Regions from separate parts of the Nothobranchius furzeri genome. Here region 1 is linked to region 2. A link is a contact called in public Micro-C data. All regions are on one chromosome and are shown on one strand. The core of a region is the stretch at or near the end of the contact, and the rest is flanking DNA. Distances in the headings are between cores, read along the strand shown. Region 1 holds the start of plcl5 (phospholipase C like 5). Region 2 overlaps plcl5 (phospholipase C like 5).

Region 1 (3,384 bases), core at 39-2,538, 100 kb after region 2:
TTGTTTTCAATCTGGAAAGCAGAATAAAACATTAGACAAGGAGCTACAGGTTTCTGACCTCAAGATGGTTTATTTTCCAAAAGGGTCAGGCTTTTTTATTTTTGCTTCACTGGTTTGACCCTCTAATGGTGTATCTGATGCTGAGTTGGGACATAACGCAAGTTGGGACATGTTGGGAAAAGGAACCTCTGTGTAGCCTGTGCTGGTTTGTGGAAGACCAGTTAATTAACCTCCAGTAATGATGAAAGCACTAATTAGGGCCGAGCTGTCATTGAAAATATGATCATCACAGCATCATTACAGACAGAGCTAAAAACAGAACGGCCTGTTCCAGACTCACAAAAGTTCCAAGACGGGAAAGAATGTTCAGCATCTTTTTATGAATCTTTTTAAAATCCATTATTGTAACCAAACAGCTCCTTTATTGAGCTTACTTCATGGTTATGCTTGAGCTAACCCCCTGCAGACTCAGCTTTATTGGCTAAGATGCAACATCCTCTGGTGCTCTTCTTTATCACTACAGTAGATCCTTCAAATTCACAGAGCAGGATCCCCTATGACTAAAGTGTGGACAGTTATTTGTCACTAATTGAGATGTTCGTCAGTATTTGGGCTTTCCTCTGTGTAACGCTGAGCTAAACTTCCTGAGAGAGTTGCTGAACTCGGATTTGATGTCCCTTTGTCCTCCGGGGACCCTGACGTTCATGTAGAAAGGTGAAACGTTGCTCGTTTATTAGATTACCCTTGTCTCACCTTGAAAACCACTGACAACAAGAGAAGAGGGAAGCCTTTCAATCACCAACCTTCATGATGCCGCAAGGTGCGTTTCCAGATCCCTGAATCCTCTCCGCGGAATTATCACGACTGCCGCTCCCGATCCGTGGACTGCCGTGCTCCCGGTACCGTCCGTTGGTGAACACCTCCTCAGCCCCGAAGCACTGAGCAGCGCTCGACACCTCCAAGTAGGTCCGGGTAGCGGTGGGAGGCACCGCGGCCCCATCTCCGGTGATCCCCGTTAGGTTGGTCGCGCCCTGGGCTGTTGGTGCGCTGATGGCAGGGTCCAAGAAATGTCCCGAGACGGTCTCTGAAGCGTGAACCCCCGACATGATCCGCCAGAGTTAGAGCAATGTGCTGTCCCCGTCAGAAGAAAAACAGCCCATTATATGTATTTATTACCGTTATTATGATCTTAAATCACGCTTCGATCAGCTGATGTCCGGAGCGGCTGGTGCGCTCAGCGGCGTCTGGAGCCGGTCTGGTCGGACTCAACAGTTCAGACAACAAGCTCCTCCGGGGGGCATGCGCTCCAAAACACTGGAAAACAGATTTCTGCTGCAGGATTCCCGCTGTCGTCCTTGTTTCTGTCGTTCGTCAGCTCGCACTTTCGTCCCACTCTCCTCCAAAATAGGATTCTCTCAGCAAGTCCGCTCCCGTCGGCTCCGCCGCGTGCGTCGTCTCGCGCCCTCCAACACTTTTGCAGCGCTTGCAGAAATCAGAGAGCTTCCCCTTCTCAGGAGCATCCACGGGACAAATTCAAGACTGCGAAAGCGCAATCGCAACAAGCGCACGCCGGACGGACGCGTGCTCATGGAGGCGCGTGCAAGAATGCCACAATAAAAAAAATAAAAAAAAGCCAGCTGCTGCGCGCGCATTTACGCTTTGGTACTGGCATGCGCACGCAACCCAATCGAATAATGCAGCTGTTTCAATAATTGATCACTCTATCTGAAGCATTTGCAAAACATAAAGTTCTTTTTGTAATAAAGTCTGACGCTTTGACGCAAACTCTGCGTGTTTTCCACAAGAGGGCGCTCGTAAATTCCCAACGTTGGCAAAATTGTTTATTTAAAAACGCGTTTTTAAGTGTGTATCATGACTAACACTGGGTGGATTTCATACAAACGAGTATTTTACTTTGATCCCAATTTTCTATTTCTGTTACCAATTTCTAATACTACTACTAATAATAATAATAATATTAATAATGACGATGATAATAATAATAATAATAATAATAATAATAATAATAATAATAATAATGGGATAAATGTGTGTTTGTGTGTTCAGTTTATTCTTCGTCTTCTTCTTATTATTATTATTATTATTATTATTATTATTATTATTTGCATCAAAAATGTATCATAAAGTGCAATGTCATGGTTTGGTGGTAAAAAAAAAAGCTCATTAAGTAAATTGGGGGGGGGGGGGGGGGGGAGAGAATAAAAAAAAATTTAACAGCTGAACTACAGACCTCAGAGCCAGATAGGACTTAGAATAAAGAAAACCAGCACAAAAATGACAGATTTCATGACTTAAAATTTTTACATGTGGGAGAAGACTTGTGTTTGTTTTCTGAACATTTCAGTAACCTTTTTAGGATTATAAATAGAGCCAACACTGGTCTCTTCTTTTTCAACTTTCAGCAGCTGATTGTACATTTCTAGTAATCCACCAAGTTTTAACAGCACATTTAACACATTAGTGGACCAAACTCCTGAGCAAACTTAAAAAAGAAACAGTAAAAACCCTAAAGATATCAGTTGCAATAAAATGCCAGATAAAAAATAATATAAAAGAATAAAAAGTGAAGCTTTACGACTAAACCAAGAAACCCTGTTTATCGCTAACTAAAAGCTGGTGAAAACAATGATTTGAAAAGATTGATAGTTTGATCGTCCGCCTCCGCTCTGAGCTGGGATCTGGACTGAGAATGTCCAAGGCTGGCTGATCTGAGACCTGGCAGGAGTGTGATGAAGGAGGAGCTCAGTCTGGTGGTGCCAAGCCCTGGTCACCTTTAAAACCAAGAAATACAGGTTTAAGGAGCCTAATGATGTCCTGTTAGCTGCTGTGTCTGATACCCTGCAGTCACCTAATGAGAAGTTAATAATATGATTAATTCATTTATAAACGTCAATCTAATGTCTAATATAAAAACCACTGTTACAGAGCATCAGTTTATTTATTTATAAATGATCCAAGTAAACAGGAAACAAATCATACAAAATGAATGAGTGCATTTCTGCAGCTTTCATGAAAGCTCTAACGAAAAGCAGCATCCCTGATCAAAGATGCTCATCTAATGAGTTAGAGACTTGCACGGGTGTCTGTTTCCAGGTCCGTCCGGGAGCCTGGTGCCCTGCAGCATCACTGATTCATGAAGCGGAGTATGAGCTGAGGTATCTGAGGTCAGCCTGACGGAGACCACAGCAACGCTGAGGATAGGGTTCAGTGTGAAGATGAGCTTGCATCACCATATATGACACAACCAGTAAACTGAGATAATACAACTCCGTTTCTGCACTGAGAAAGTAAACCCCGGTAGTCTATTTGAGCAGCTGTCACAAAGCTGGATTGATGGAATGATGAGTCGAGCGCTCAGCCGAC
Region 2 (3,141 bases), core at 229-2,728:
TAGCCAGATCCCACAGCTGGATACGTTTTAGGAGCTGACCCCGGTAGTGTCCTAAACCCTTTAGGCCCTAGGCCTTTTTTCTTTGGGCCCTGGCGCCTCCCAATCAGGGGCCTTTGGAGTTTCGTGTCCCAAGTGTCAGTGATTGTTTGCATTCCCCGAGCACGGCTACAGCTACAATCAAAACAGTTTAGACTGTAAACAAAGCAATTTCTGGTTTTTGATACATTAAGATAAAACAATACTTGAACTTTATTTTAGAAGAGCAGCCGTGTGTGAAAATGCTGACAGGATGGAGGTTGTGAGTTCAAATTCCATTTAGGAAATGTAGTCAATTGTTTTATTTATTCCAGGGGTCCTCAACAAAATTTGTTCAAGGCTTTTTTTTCCCAGCAGACACCAGTGACGGTCAGATGCTCTTCTAAAATAAAGTTCACACATCATTGTATCTTAAGTTATTACAATCTAAAATGGCCTGGTTTCCCATCTGGGCTGTTTGATTGTGGCTTTAGTTGTGTTTGGAGAATGTGGACAGTTGTAGATGTTTGGGACATAAAACTGTAGAGGCCCCCAATTGGGGGGCGTTAGGGTTAAACAGAGAAAACGGGATCATGTTTTTGACAAAGATGAGCGTTGAAACTAAATGCAATTCATCTGATTCTTCCTCAGAACAATCTGGGATAAAAAATAACCTGTCATCGCCCAAAATAAGGCGGCACACGTCGTGACAGCTAATGTATGTGATTATCAAAGCATGGCCACGAATGTTATTTATGTAATTGCTTTTGAAATTACTGGTTTTGTTATGGTCCATTCATGGTTTACACTCCTGAAAGCAAAAAAAAAAAAAATTGTATTAATTGTTTTGTAAGCAATGTTACTAAACACGGACCCATTTAAATAATATTATTTAAATGTAATAACTAATCCCATACAGCAGGAGGCAGTATTAAGTCAACATGGTGGTTTTGGAAGCCTGCCAGTCCTGTACACAGCTCCTCTGCTGGTGAGCTGTGCTGTCATATGGTGATAATGTTACACTATGCTCTGCTCTTTATTTGAGTACTCCAGACGTGAATCCCAGTCATATGTGGAGGAAGTGGTCGGAGCAGACATCCTGTGTTAGCACTGCCTGCCGTCTGCCACATGAAAGTGTTCTGTATTAAAGAGGTGCAGCGTAAAGGGGAGTGGAAAACAATTTACTTTCATATTTTTTATTTACAATATTTAAATGATTTATTCTATTTGTTTGGACTCCATGTTTACTAGAAAGGGGAGGGCGTTATGGTTCTGCCTCAGCAGCCTGCTGGACTAGCGTCCCTGTGAAACCGCACAGGCTCACTTGTTGTGCATCCCATCCAAGGGTAAATGATGAAAGGGATGATGTTCTTGGCACACAGCAGTCTGACATATTCCAGGAAGAATAAAGGTGTTAACCTGCACCTATTGACTCATGCCCTACTCCCAGGTAACTGTAATGCGCTGGAAGTGGCCTTTTAGCCAAGGTGATCCAGCACACACAAGCGGCTGCATGAATAAGTCATATGTTTGAGAGAGAAAAAGCTGAAATTACGTAAGTCATGACTCACCAGGCATAAAAATAAGAAAGCGAAAAGCTGGTCCTGTGCTGCAAAAACCAAACTGCATTCACTCCTACAGGCCAAGCCCTCTCCAGAGGGGGTTAAACCAAGGCAAAGGAGGTTTTCTAACCCGGCACAATGCCTTCCGTGGATTCTATCTCATTGTTTGTTGTGTTTATTCAGGAATAAACCAAATCTGTGGTGAATAATCTTAAGTTTATAGTGCAGATAACAGTTTTAACACGTCTCATCTCCACCTAAAACACCATTAACAGTGACTTTGATCTGATATCCTCTAAATGAAAACAGAAAATGTCAAGAAAATATCTGATTAAATTAAAGGAGGTCAGAATTGTTATAGAACCCATTAACAATCTGAACTATTTTAGCAGAAAGATGATTAAATATTAATGCCTCGGAAAATTTTAATCACAGTGCAAAAACAATTCTGAGTGATTTGGGCAAGATGCGTCATTTCTTTGAGGTTTTAAAAGGTTCTGCCACAAATCTTCCTTTTATGTCTGCTTTCCTTCAGGCAGAGAGGTCTGGTGTGCAGGAAGCATCATTCACAGCGACAGATCTGATCTTCCTCTCACTGTCAAAGCACCGTGGAAGTGGAATTTTGGGATATGGAGACAGAAAAGGAGGGCAGTTCTCCGCCTTATCTTCCCTCTCAGCTCACCATGTTTGACCATCCCTGCCTCTGTCTGCTAGCGCGCCCCAGCCTGCTGAGAATCTGGAGAGGTTGACAGGTGAAATAACTGGGCATAAGCTCCAGGCCTGGCAAAGAGGCACAGAGCTCTCACCAAATTTTCAGCATGATGCAGAGATCACAGATGAAGGAGGAGGAGGTGGAGTTATGTGAATGCCAAGATGCCTTTCTGGTGAGAGCATGGCTTATTGAATGAATGAGGATCAGGAAACGGCGAAAGAAGGAAGTTTGTGCTTTGGAAGACAAAACAGGGATGAGAGGAGTTGGATGAGTTAGGGAGTGATGTGTGTGGGAGGAAACGAGCTGATCTGGGTGTCCATCATGTAAAGAGTCAAATGGTTGCTGCATTACTAACAGAGGTTTAGTACAGCTGCTTTGGATATTTTTCAGATTTTAGACACTGAATAAACATGCACGACTATTATCTTAAAAGGGAATGATGTAGTTCTTTATCCAAACACATCAGATTCACCTTCATCATTTACGTCAAGGACACGCTCACAAAGGCATACAGCTGTGTAACAGCGGGGGAGGCTGCTGGTGCTGGAAGTGATGTAACAGGACTTTACTGAGCTTTTTAAAAAGTCCAGCTGGGTCTTGTTCCTGCCTGAGTTGTTTCTATTACCATTATAGTGTCCTGTCAACTTCAGGTAGACTGTTGGTGATGACTGTCGGTATATTGGTAGCATGGGCCCTAAATTTGGCGTCCGACTGCAGGAGTCTTCAGATGATTTATAGCAATCAAAATAAAATAAAACAAAATTAAATAAATATGACTTAAGTTGTTTTAATGTACTTGTTTATTCTACTTTTAAGTACCTCAACAGTTTAATAATCTGTTCAGAATCTCCA

The links. A called contact is a pair of places that touch in the nucleus more often than the background predicts.
Region 1: a contact with region 2 is called in a Micro-C map of tail fin, with 9 times the contacts expected there. The contact joins the promoter of plcl5 here to the enhancer-like site in region 2. A contact is called at or near these places in 2 of 2 Hi-C or Micro-C datasets (skeletal muscle and tail fin).

The regions. Positions count from the first base shown.
Region 1 is chr5:6,704,614-6,707,997 of NfurGRZ-RIMD1, forward strand. It overlaps plcl5 (phospholipase C like 5), which reads right to left and starts at 1,289. Exons shown (of 6, transcript XM_015948648.3): 1 at 804-1,289. The coding sequence starts at 1,106.
Region 2 is chr5:6,601,698-6,604,838 of NfurGRZ-RIMD1, forward strand. The region is part of intron 5 of plcl5 (phospholipase C like 5); the gene reads right to left. Among protein-coding and RNA genes, the nearest start is that of hcrt, 30 kb to the left of the region's middle. Within about 2 kb of position 1,479, at least 1 of the 3 cell types and tissues checked has an H3K27ac peak or open chromatin away from gene starts, as enhancers often do. A contact at or near this core is called in tail fin, where this site is marked.